2 separate regions of the Mus musculus genome follow, and region 2 is linked to region 1. The links are chromatin contacts, called in public promoter capture Hi-C maps. All regions are on one chromosome and are shown on one strand. Each heading gives the region's core, a stretch centred on a gene start, on an enhancer-like site or on the middle of the called end of the contact. The rest is flanking DNA. Distances are from core to core; before and after follow the strand shown. Region 1 holds the start of Fkbp4 (FK506 binding protein 4). Region 2 holds the start of Clec2m (C-type lectin domain family 2, member m).

The links. Promoter capture Hi-C pulls out the DNA fragments that hold promoters and counts their contacts.
Region 2: a promoter capture Hi-C map of pre-B cells shows a contact between it and region 1, with 4 times the contacts expected there. The contact joins the promoter of Clec2m here to the promoter of Fkbp4 in region 1. A contact is called at or near these places in 1 of 39 promoter capture datasets (pre-B cells) and 1 of 115 datasets of contacts at active chromatin or transcription factors (large pre-B cells).

What each region holds. Positions count from the first base shown.
Region 1 is chr6:128,434,920-128,440,854 of GRCm38.p6, forward strand. It overlaps Fkbp4 (FK506 binding protein 4), which reads right to left and starts at 3,737. Exons shown (of 10, transcript NM_010219.4): 1 at 3,487-3,737; 2 at 1,651-1,795; 3 at 795-937. The coding sequence starts at 3,591. It overlaps Gm10069 (predicted gene 10069), which reads left to right and starts at 3,838. Exons shown (of 5, transcript NR_028593.1): 1 at 3,838-4,468; 2 at 4,596-4,777.
Region 2 is chr6:129,328,724-129,334,658 of GRCm38.p6, forward strand. It overlaps Clec2m (C-type lectin domain family 2, member m), which reads right to left and starts at 3,058. Exons shown (of 5, transcript NM_199034.4): 1 at 2,772-3,058; 2 at 2,225-2,311. The coding sequence starts at 2,841.

The DNA.
Region 1 (5,935 bases), core at 2,487-4,986:
TTTTGTTTGTTTGTTTTGAGACAGGGTTTCTCTGTGTAGCCCTGGCTGTCCTGGAACTCACACTGTAGACCAGGCTGGCCTCGAACTCAGAAATCTGCCTGCCTCTGCCTCCCGAGTGCTGGGAGTAAAGGCGTGCGCCACCACCGCCCGCTATACCAACTTAACAGTTGAAACTGCCTCTTTTCCACTCAGAAAAGTCACCAGTAAAGGCCAGACCTTATCTAGCAAGAAGGATACATAGATTTTACTTGGCTTCAGAAAGACGAGCTTCCTATCATCCTGTTCCATTTAACAAGGACACAAGATTGTTTCATTAGGCAGGCATCAGAAGTGACCTACCATCTCAATGGCCTTGTGAATAGTCTCCCTATGCCCACTGATTGGCTTTCTGCTTTCAGACGCAACAGCCTTAGTTCTTTCCCTCAGTGGGTTCTGCCTCAACCACTGACATATAGGAAGGTATCTCTCCCTCCTGAGCTCCAGGATGCCAATATGTTACATTGCACCTTACAACCCAGACGATTCCTGACCCCAGACCCCCTTCAGCGGATAAAGTACTAGTCACCCCTATTTGAGAGGGGCAGCTGGAATCCCTCTTCTAACCCGAAGCCTCTATTCCTGGTCACTCTGGTGGCAGCAGAGCCAGTTAACCTTTCCACCTTACCTCCTACTAAAGCTAGGCCCTCAGGCTTGGCTACATTGTCTTCAAGAGACAGGAAGGGCTGGAGGGCAGCCAAGCGCTGGGGTGAGATAAGGACTGGCTCTCTGCCCAGAGATCTGTGGCCAGCACTCACCTCAAATACAAGTGTGGCGTTGGGGGGGATCTTCGGAGGGCTGCCTGCTGCGCCATAGGCATATTCTGGCTTGCAGGTGATGTGGCACACTTCCCCCACTTTCATGGTTGCCACAGCAATATCCCAAGCCTTGATGACCTCCCCTGTAGATAGAGGAAAAGAAGACCCACTTAGCAGGGGCGTCACTCTAGGCTCAGTGTCCCCAAAGATAGACACTGCACTACACCCAAGCAGAATCTGAACACCTCTAGAAAGAGGACCAGGGGACAAGCAGGGCGGTGTTGTTCTTAGGACATTAAAAGATCTCTCAACCCTGCAACACAGTTCAAGAAGCAAGGGAAGCGCTGGATCGATGAGGCGGTTAAGGAGGAACTGGTCTGTCCCACAAGAGGAGAAGGAAACACAGGATGGGTAACATATGGGTTCTTGGCCATTCCTTCTTGTTTTGTTTTGTTTTTTGTTTTTTTTTTTTTCGAGGAAGGGTTTCTCTCTATAGCCCTGGCTGTCCTGGAACTCACTCTGTAGACCAGGCTGACCTCGGAACTCAGAAATCCGCCTGCCTCTGCCTCCCGAGTGCTGGGATTAAAGGCGTGCGCCACCACGCCCGGCTGTGGCCATTCCTTCTTAAGCTTCCTTCTGGTGGCCTTTTCTTTTGTGAGGGCTAGTTTGTGCTTTTTTGCCAAGGCTGGCTTGAACTACTACTGGCTCAAGGCTTGCCTCAATCTCTGGTCGCTGGAAACATAGGTAAGCAGTGCTGAGCCCAGCTCCAGCTTGGCTGGGAACGTCACTTTTTCTTGTGACAGCTGCTATCAACTTCGGAGCCTATCTATCCTGCCAACCCACTAACCAAGCCTACCTTTTCCCAGGTCAAAGGAGAATTTGTCCTTGCGGTCCAGACTGGAGTCAAACTTTGTGCCATCTAGCAGCCAGCCAGTGTAGTGGACAAAGACTCGGTCCCCGATCATGGGTGTCTCTGTGCCTGTACCCTCTCTCTTGATGACCTGGGGGGGAGGGGAAGAGAAGGTGAGTACCTAAGGATGTGGGCAGAAGGGCCCCAACTGCCCATAAGCCCCCCAAAGACACATACTGGATGGACTCGGCTGCACCCACTGCCCCCTGCTTCTTTTCAGCAGGTCCGAGAGCTTAGTCTTCAAATGATGGATACCAGTGATTAGCTTAGATTCAACTAACCTCCCTAGCCATCTCCCTCCAGGTCTTGCTTTAGAGAACTGCATATAATTTGGGTTCAAGTTTTGTCTATGGTTTTGGACAAGTTGCTAAACTATCCAGAACTTATCGGTCAGGCATTGAGGACAACCCCTATCCTCCAGAGGTGTTTGGGGGAAAACAAAAATAAAAACAAAAACCTGATAGAAAGTAGTGGATCACCAGATCAGGGTCTGGTTTGAATAGAAAGGAACAGGAGTAATGAAAAGAAAAAGATCCCCTCAAAACTGGGAAAAAGGAAGGACCAGATTACAGCCGAGCACAAAGGCTCTGTATCAGGCGCTGGAAACTACATGTGGGAAGGGAAACTACCTGTCTGGCAAGCCAAGGAGTCCTTTATCTCTCCTGCGTGTATAGGCAGGCGTCTATTTCTGCTTAACATTCTTATATATGGTGACCCCATAGGAGAGCCAATAGGTAGATATGGAACCCATCCTCTAAGGCTTCCTTGATAAGAATGTACAGGGCCCCGCGAAGGAATGGAGGATAAAAGAGGAACAGACCCCGTCTGGGAATCAGAACCTAGCGCAAAGGAGAAAGGGCCACATGTTCACGGGGAGCAGCAAGAGTTGAGGTAAAAAGCCAGGAGCATTTCTGGACCAACGAGGCTCCCTAAGGTCTCTGGTTTGCACAAGCCACACACACTAGAAACTGAGCAATGGGACTCACGGAGGAGAAACAATGGATGCAGGGAGACATGCAATGCAGGTTAGGATTTCACCGTCCTGGACTGCTGGCAGAACCTGCTCTGAAACGGCGTCCATTGTCCCGACCCGGGTCAGGGCGCCCTCCCCCTCGCTCCTCGGGCTATTTGCAGTCAGGCGATTAGTGAGCCGCTGGCTCTAAGGCAATGCACCTCCCCCCATGGCCAGCACCCAGTACCCCCCAACTCAGAAAGACTCAGGAGGGGCAGGCGAGGAACTACAGGTCCCGGCATGCATCGCTCTCGCTCTCCCCGGGCCGAGAAAGGGGGCACAGCATGGCCGAGCCCGTGACCTCGCTGGATCTCGGCGATTGCAAAAGGGGCGCAGAAAGGCACAAAGGGCTTTGGGCCAGGAACCTGCTCCCGGGAGCCGTTTCAGGTCCTAGCTAATGTTTAACTTTCAAGTGGGCGAGCCCTGGCGCACCTTCGTCCAGGTGGACGGCGCACGCTGCGGCCGAGGGGTTCCCGGGAGGCGAGGCCTGAGTCCCTCGGCGCGCCCGAGCCTCGTGCACCCCGCCCGGGCCCCCTGGCAGCGGCTCTCGCGCTCCGCTCCGCCCCTCTCAGCCGCACAGTGCAGCCGGATCGAGTTGGCGTTGCAGTGGGGGCTTCTTCCCGGACCCGGGCCGCACCCTCCGGAGCGTGCAGCCGCCGTGCCGTTTTCAGGGCTGCAGCCTGCGCAGGGAAGACGAATCCCCCCCATCCTCCGGCCGCGGTACCCCCAAGGCCCATGAGCCTGCAGCCGAGGACTCCGCGGCCCCTCACCTTGAGCACGCCCTCGTCCTGTTTGGGGCTGATGTCCACTCCTTCGAGAGGCAGGGGCGCCGACTGCGCCCCGTTCTCCGCCGCCTTCATCTCCTCGGCGGTCATGGCCGCTGGGCGCACCGTTGGCTGCGAGAGTGTGGCAAGCGCGAGCACGGCACTCTGGCCGCCGACCGGAGTGAGCGACGGGGCGGCGTGCGGCGGAAGGCGGCGCTGCCCACCTCGAACCGCGCTCCAGGCTCGCGCACCCGGCTATCCGCGCGCTCGCCGGCGGCGGCCGAGTGGGGTGACGCCGAGGGGCGGGCCTGGCGCGGCCCGGCCTGCAATTGGTCCCCTCCGCCTCGGGGGCGGGGCAGGGAGGAGCGGCACGAGCGGGCTGCAAAGGGGCGGGAGCGGAGAACTTTCTAGAGAAGCGGTTAAACGGGTTGAGGCTCTTGGACTGAGGGTACTGGAGTGGTTTGGTTTTTTTGTTTGTTTGTGTCGTTTTTGTTAAGATTTGCTTTTCTGGTTGATGGCCCCTAGGAGTGCCCTCCTCCTACACCAGGACCTCTGGGATCACAATCTTCCCTATGTCGTTCCGCCCCACCCCCACCCTTACCCCACCCCTCTGCCCGCGTCTAAGCGATTTTTCCAGATCCTTCTCTATCCTCAGGACTCCAAGTGGCGAGCCTCCCAAGTCCGGGCCTGCCTCGTGGCCGGCCCTGCTCACCCAGGCCCACAGCGGAATAGCTGGAGACAGGCAGTCAGATGTGAAGTGGCAAAGATCGGCCTCCCGTGATTGTGCCACAGATGCCCATGGTTCCAGGCGTGGGCACCTGAGCAGTGTGGGAAAGAGAGGTCGAGGGATTGAAAGTGTGGGCCCCGTAGGGACAGTTTCAGCCCAGGTGCACAGATCGGACACAACTTTGCCCTCCCTGCAGCCTGGCAGGCCCACCGCAAAAATGCCATGAGCAGATTTATAAGAGCCATAGACTTGTAAGTGGAGGTACGTGTGTTAAAATTCCTTTTCTCCCACCATACTAATCAGCCTTTTTTGGTTAGTACTGGCACACAAAATGGTTTCAGCTCACGCGAAAAAAAAATTTTTTCCCCCTTCCCCCTCTTTACTAAAGGTGAATAGGAAGGAAGGTTTTCTCAACCTGCTCGCTGCTCCTATGAGATGCCTGTGGAGTTCTGAGTCTGTGTGGCTAAAACCATGAAGTTCTGATTACCGGAACAGTGCTGGCTTGATGGAAGATCTGTCTGGAGAGGTCCTGACTCTGCCCAGCAGTTTAGTACCCAGTTATACAGCCTGGTGAGTGCTATCAGACCTGCCTATTGTATTATTGGCTTTGCGAGTTTTCATTCCAGTGTAATGAACTTTTTGTCTCTGTGTGCCCAGCATGGTGCTGTTCGTGGTCCAACGCAAGTGATGGCGTTTAAGTAGGCAATAAGCTAGTTATTATATGGTGCCTGCGAGATGGCTCAGTGGATGTTGGTGCTTTTGAAAGTCTTTAGACCTGGGTTTTATCCCTAACACCCACAGTATTGAGAAAACCCCTTCAAAGTTGTCTTTTGACATCCACACTTGTGCCCTATTATCCCTCCCAAAGAAGTGAAATAATAATAACCCTTATTATGATGGTTTAAGTATATTAGGTATTTTATTGTAGTCCCTTCTGATGGAACCAAACAAATGGGTTGTAGAAGTAAGCTACTCTTTCCAGCAATTTATAGTCTCATGAGTTTAACCATGGTCTGATTTGTTAGGTGGCTAGAGACACTGCCAGAGAATATGTGGGGTGTGTGTGTGGCTACTCTGGTAGTGAAGGCTCTTGGTAGTGAATGGAGCCTTTGTATACCACTGCCTTGCACATGGTACTTATCTTTCTGGTGCTCACATAGGTACCTGCTGATTATGGTCTTTGGGTGTTATCTGGCACAGCAAGTTGTGATGGAGAAAGTATTAGCAGTGAGTTTGTGTCTCTTCCCTGAGAACAGCATTGTTGGAGGCCTAACTCCTTTGATCTCATGAGCACCTCCCAGTGGAGCACTCAGCACCAGCACTCAGTGCCTGCAGACTGCGGGCACAAAGTTACCTAAGGTTATGATAGACAGCTCTTATTGGTTAGCAATAAGCAAAGGGTTGGCTCACCTTGCAGTATAGCTGTCAAAACTGGGGCAGGTTTTGTCTGTGAGTCCTGTCAATAGGGTGACCCAGTGGTTACAAAGGAGGGAATGTTCCGGTGTGTCTAGTGCAGCACTTGGCTTCCAGTGGTAAGTGGATAGGTGATGGCCACTGCTATAATGTGATGTGTGTGGGGATGGCGGTGAGCATGAAACACTGCAGTAAGGGCATGGAGCACTGTAGTAAGGGCATGGAGCACTGCAGTAGGAGCATGGAGCACTACAGTAGGAACATGGAGCACTGCAGTAAGGGCATGGAGCACTGCAGAAGGAGCATGGAGCACTG
Region 2 (5,935 bases), core at 1,808-4,307, 890 kb after region 1:
TATGGTGAAACTCTCTTATAATTCCAGCAGTGGAAACGCAGGTCCCTGGCAGGCACTGGAACACAGGAACTACTGAGGGTCCTTTTCTCAAAAAATAAAACAAAAAACAAGGTGGATGAGTCCTGACTCCTGAAGAAGAAAGACATCCAAGGTTGACTTCTGGATTCTACTGTGATACATTCTCTCTCTCTCTCTCTCTCTCTCTCTCTCTCTCTCTCTCTCTCTCTCTCTCTCTCTATAACACACACACACACACACACACACACACACACACACACACACACACACAGATTTCACAGAATGACCATGATTTAGTTTGAAATATTTATTAGTTAATAAAAGTGGCTAGATTGGTTTAAAATGATTAAATTCAAGGAAGTGTCCAAGATTGGAGACATATTTATGTGATAAAGGTCCAAGACTAGTTCAGAAGACTGAGTGTCCAACAATGCTTCAAAGATTGGATACATGAAGAGACATGTTCAAACACTGAGGCCAGCAAGAGTGGAGGGAAAAGAAGAAATGAACAAAGGAAATAAAGCCAGTGGTGATGTAGGCAGGAGACAAACAGTTGGAGTGTATGGGCTTGAAGGCCAAAATGGAATTACTTTTCAGGAGGAGGTATAAAATGAGATTGAAGATCTGCAGTTGCAGGGAGTTGATGTAGCCACCTGTTCTACTGAGGTCACCAGCTCACAGCTCTCTTTCTCATGCATCAGGGTCACATAGTTTCTACTCTTCCTTGATGTTCTCTGAATTTGGATGGGGAAGGATAGTACAGATGACTCATTCAAAGCTGAGGGCTCACAGTTATTTATACTTGCTAGATTGGCCAGTGATCTGTGGCTAGATCCACCACTACCTGCCTTGAAGAGACTTTTATCAATAGCAAACCAGTAGAAATTTCAGCATGAATGGGGAGGCCCTCCCTTGCAAGCCCCATCCTTGTTGGACTGACAGCAGATCCTTGCAGAGGGAGGAAATGACTCTCCTTTGTAGACATGGTTACAAATGCTAGAGGGTTAACAACAGCAGAATGAAGGGTGAGAACTTGGGAGGGAGCCATTGCGGATGGTACAGGGGAGATGGAAACGATCTAAATATATTGTATAATAGTATGAGATTTTTAAAGAGAAAAATATTTTTTTAAAAAATGAATGTGGTTCATCAAATAAGATGAAGGGAGTGATGGCAACGCTGGAGAATTTGCTAAATTTGACTACAGGTTTCATGAGAAAAGCTGAAGCAGAAACCTGATCAGAGTGGATTCAATATTAGAGAGGCCAGGTCCTGGGGTGTTGCTTCAAGGTAGAGCTTAGCATACACAAGGCCCTGGGTCCAGCTCCAAACACCAATTGTCCTCATGGAAAACTAAACCAAACCCAATAAAAACCAAGTACTTTGAGCTGGAGATGTAATCTAATGGCAGGCCATATGCTTAGACTACATGACAGCCCAGAAAGAAAAGGAAGGATGGATGGAGAGGAGGAAGGCAGACTGGCAGGGAGGGGAGAGAGAAGATAAGCAAAGAACACATTTCAAGGTTTCTGAATTAAGCAGTAACCATAAACACTATGCAAAGGAAGAGTAGGGGCTAATGAACTAAGTTATGATCTACTGTGCTGCTGATGAAGATGCTGCAGTGGAGTGTGAACAGCAATGGCCTATGAGAGAGGAGAGCCTGATGACAGAGTAAGAGGATATAGGATCTTCAGTAGAACCTGAACACTTCACTGTCTGGAGAGTCCGTGTGGTGGTAACGGTGGGTGGGCTCGTCTCCCACCCATTGCTTCTATTAGAGTAAAGCTGGAATCAGGGTTCCATGCACCTGTGGCCCTGAGTTAACAAATGCAGCTTAGCATACCCCACTTTGCTTGCCCCTCCCCACCACCACTATAGCTGACACAATTTTGACACAAATATGGTGCCTTACAAGATCTTACCGTTGACCACATACACCCAGCTCTTCATAAAGCTTTATTTGATCACCCTGACTCAGAACCCTCCTTCCTCCTGCTTCAAATAGAATGAATTTATGCATAGCAAGTCCTCTAGAAACAAATCTAATCTATTTTTTTTTTCAGGAAAATATCCCAGCTGGTACTCTGTTTAAATGTAATACATATTTATCAATAGACTAATCTAGGAGGTAAAGCAGGTGGAGGGGTCAGGCTGAATAGCCAATACCACTATCAAGTGTTTTTAGTAGAAATTGATCACTTACATTTTCTAGGAAAACTGAAAAACCCCCAAAGAAGAACAGCAACAGCACCTCCTAGCAGGGTCCAAAGGGTCAGCACTTTCTTCGCATCTGTACATAAAGCAAGCAGACAGGTCACTACCAGAGAAAAATAACAAGCAAACAAAACCTCCATTAAAAAAGCCATAATCTCTGTATCCTATACACAACTCAGCCATTGATCTATTAGGAAAAGGGAAAAGGCACTCAGGTGTGACTTTGGCTTTTGTCTGTACAGTACTTTGTCACTTCCAAGAGCTGGGCAAAACACTCTCCAGCAAAGCTTGAAGAACAAAAACACAGTCCCCCACCTTTTGTGGCTTTGGGGGGGGGGCGCGGGTGGGTGGGTTTGGTTTGGTTTGGTTTTAATAAAATGTCTTCTGTTGTGAGGAGGGTGGAGCGGGAGTGTATCATCTTCACTTTTAGTCTTGAGCCTTTGTTGATGATGGCCACTTTTTCTTAAAGTTCACCTCTGCCTCACAGGCAGAGGCTACCAGTCTTAGCTTTCAATGAAACCCAGTCATCTCCTTACCGAACATTAACCTGTGATGCCTGCGTTCATGGCTTGTCTGAGGTAGTCTGGGTGAAGTGTCGGTCTGCATAGAAATGGTGCTCCAGTGACTACAGAGATTGAGAAAATTCTTAAGCGGAAAGGAGAACTGATAGTTGTATCCGTTGTCTTCAAAGCTCTAGACTCGGAGGGCTGAGTTTCTTTGGAATCAAGACTAGAGCAAGATTGATAGATGGGAGAGATAGCACCACTCCAGCGTGATGGTTCTGCATGATGGGCCACAAGACATCTCACTGGCCCTGTCCTCTAACGGTAGCACGCTCCAACGGGTGTCTCGCTAGCTGCCCTGATTGGCTGCTGGTCGCCATGGGGAAGCCTGATTAGCATCCTCTCCCTTCAGCTATCCAGTCAAGACTTCCCCTTCCCTGGTCTTTGTATAGTGTCTCCCGTGTAAACTATCTGATAAAGCCCGTGTAACTTTAGAGTTGTTTGAACTAACTGTAAATCACACTTATCCTTTCTTGATCTTTGAGCCCCACATCCAGTTTTACTTTGCTTTTAATCGCTTTCTCTTTACTTCCAACGGTCCGGTGAATTGTATTGTGAAACTTGGCAAAGTAAACTCATGGTAAATTAAGGTTTGTTTCCTACACAGGTACTATCCTCTTTGCAGAAGCTCAGAATGATGTATTCCTACAGAAGCTGGAATCATGCCTACAGATTCCCGTAATTGAAGAAGGAATTATACTTTTTTGTTATCTTTAATTTCCCCCAAACACTGAAACCATTCTTCATCTTGTATTGGGGAATTGAAAGATCGGATTAAGGAATATTTAAATTCCATTGTAATTCAAACATAAGAAACATCAGCATGCCCATATTTTATATGTGGTGCCACACATCTGTAAAATCTGATATAAGAAGATTGTTAACTGTCTAAGTTTGCTTTTCTGTTGCTGTGATAAAACCTTCTCACCAAAAGCTACTCAGGGGAGAAAGGGAGAAACCCATCAGAGTGGCTGCTTCTGCTCTGTTTCCAGCAGGGAACTGAGCCAAAGGCAGGGTTTATGCAGTGTTTCTTGTGGAGCAGAGTTTTTTCCAAGGTCAAGATTTTGGTGGGATTTCAAGTCCTGAGATTGGGGAGTGGGGTGGAGGGAGCAGGGATTGATTTTTTTTTTTTATTATCACCAATTGGTGAGTTTCTGTGGCAAGCTGAGAATTGGTGGGATTCTGTGTTTTTTGCCTTGGTCTTGGGGTCTGGTCAGGATCAGGGTCTTTCTTTAGCCCCTTTACCACACAGAGATGGTTGCTGGAAAACCCTCAGAAGCACAAGGGTAAGCAGAAGGGCCCCTGCACAGTGCAGGTACATGCCTTTGGTGAAATGCTCACCTCTGAAACATGAGGGCCAGAGTTTGATCCTCAGAACCCAAGTAAATAAAGCTAGGTGTGGTATCATGATGCTTTCATAATGTCAATACTAGGGAGGTGCAGGTCTTTGGGGGTAAGCGTTTCTACTCGGATGGGAGGGTATCCTGGGACTCAGAAGCCCAGGAACCAATAAAGCTCTAAAGGGAGAAGGTGTCCCAGTGAAAGGGCATCGGGAGTCATGAGGGCTCAGGAATGACAAAGGTCTGAGGTGGGACAGTGTCCTAATGGAAGGGCATCTTGAGTCAAGGGAACTCAAGAACCTGACAGCTCAGGGTCCTTCATGCTGTGGCTGGCCTATCCAGGGCTTGTAATGCCAAGTCCTTTGTGAGCACGACTGAGAGTTACTGCTAGTGAGTCTTCCTTCACCGCAATCTCACAACTGTCATTTTCTGTTGGAAAAGTGAAAATAGGAGAGAATTAAAAATATATATTAACCTTATAAATAACTTTCAAAAGTAAAATGATGTCTTCTAAACGGTTTTGCTCTTTTATCTAATAAGGAAATGTTCCATGATTACTCTAAACATATTATTTTAAGTCTTTATGTCACTCATCTTTTGTGCCATACTCCTTTCATCTGGCTCGTGTTTTCCTACAGTCAGATTTTGAAATGAATTATTTCAGAATGAATATTTCAATGTTTTACACACCAATTAGAGACAGCTTGTTTTTGATAGTTAAGAGTGTGTGATATTTAGATTCCAGTTCCTTGGAGGTGAATTAATTAAAAGTACATGATGTTATATAATGCTTGAACAGGGTCTGCAATGGCTTGTGGCAATATTGGAACTTGGTCTGGAGTAAAGTCTGTTGCCTGGCAACGTCCCCTTTACTGTCCTGGCATCAGAGGCAATTTCACAGTTGGTGCATTTTTCCCCATCACATCTCTAGGGGCTTCGGGGGCGTTGGCGTGGGGCAGAGACGATTACAGCTGGACCGAGTGTTCTGTTGTATAAAGGATGCACGTGCTTTTCCTTTGCTCTGAGGTTTCTTTTAATAGCAATCGTACTTGGCAGAAACATGGCTACTGGGGTTGTTACTTCCTTCAACACTGTGGTTTAGACCTCAAACGCCTGTGTTGACGCCTCAGGTCCACATGGTGGCACTCGTGGGAGGCAGTGGAATACATCAGAGGCAGAGGAAGGAGCTGGTGGTGTCCTTGGACTACAGACTTCTGTCTTTTCCTCTTTCCCTTTTCTGCTTGGCCTTTGCAGTGGGTGACTCTGCTTTACCGTAACACTATTGTGAATAAAGCAGTGCCTAATCCTCACATCCGAACTATGCTGCTGCCATCCAGCCATGATCTGAAACCCCCAACGCCCACGAGGGCCCGCCTCGAGCAAAAAGAAATGCTTTTTCTTTTGTTCTGGATCAGGTCCCTTTGTTCATGCTGAATCAAGAGGGGTCAAGAAACAGCTTCTCCTGTGTTGCTCATTCTGGGATTCTAGGTATCAAAGGTTTGCAGGCTGGACTGATGGACTCAGAGGCTTAGGTAGCTCCAAGCCCTGTGAAGATGCTCCAGGGCTTAGGATCCAGAGGCATGCAGTCTTATTGTCTGGCACATCTGTTGTCCATAGTTGGGCACTCAACAGCTAGTGAACTCTTTGACTCTAAGCAGCAGTAGGTGATGGCTACAGGTGGCAGCATGTAGCAGCTGCTAGTTTCATAGCTCAGGCCACAGGTGTTGAGCCCTTCCATAGCTAGTGTTATAGTTTCTGGACCTAAGGTATCAGGGCCTTTGACCTGTAAGGAGTGGC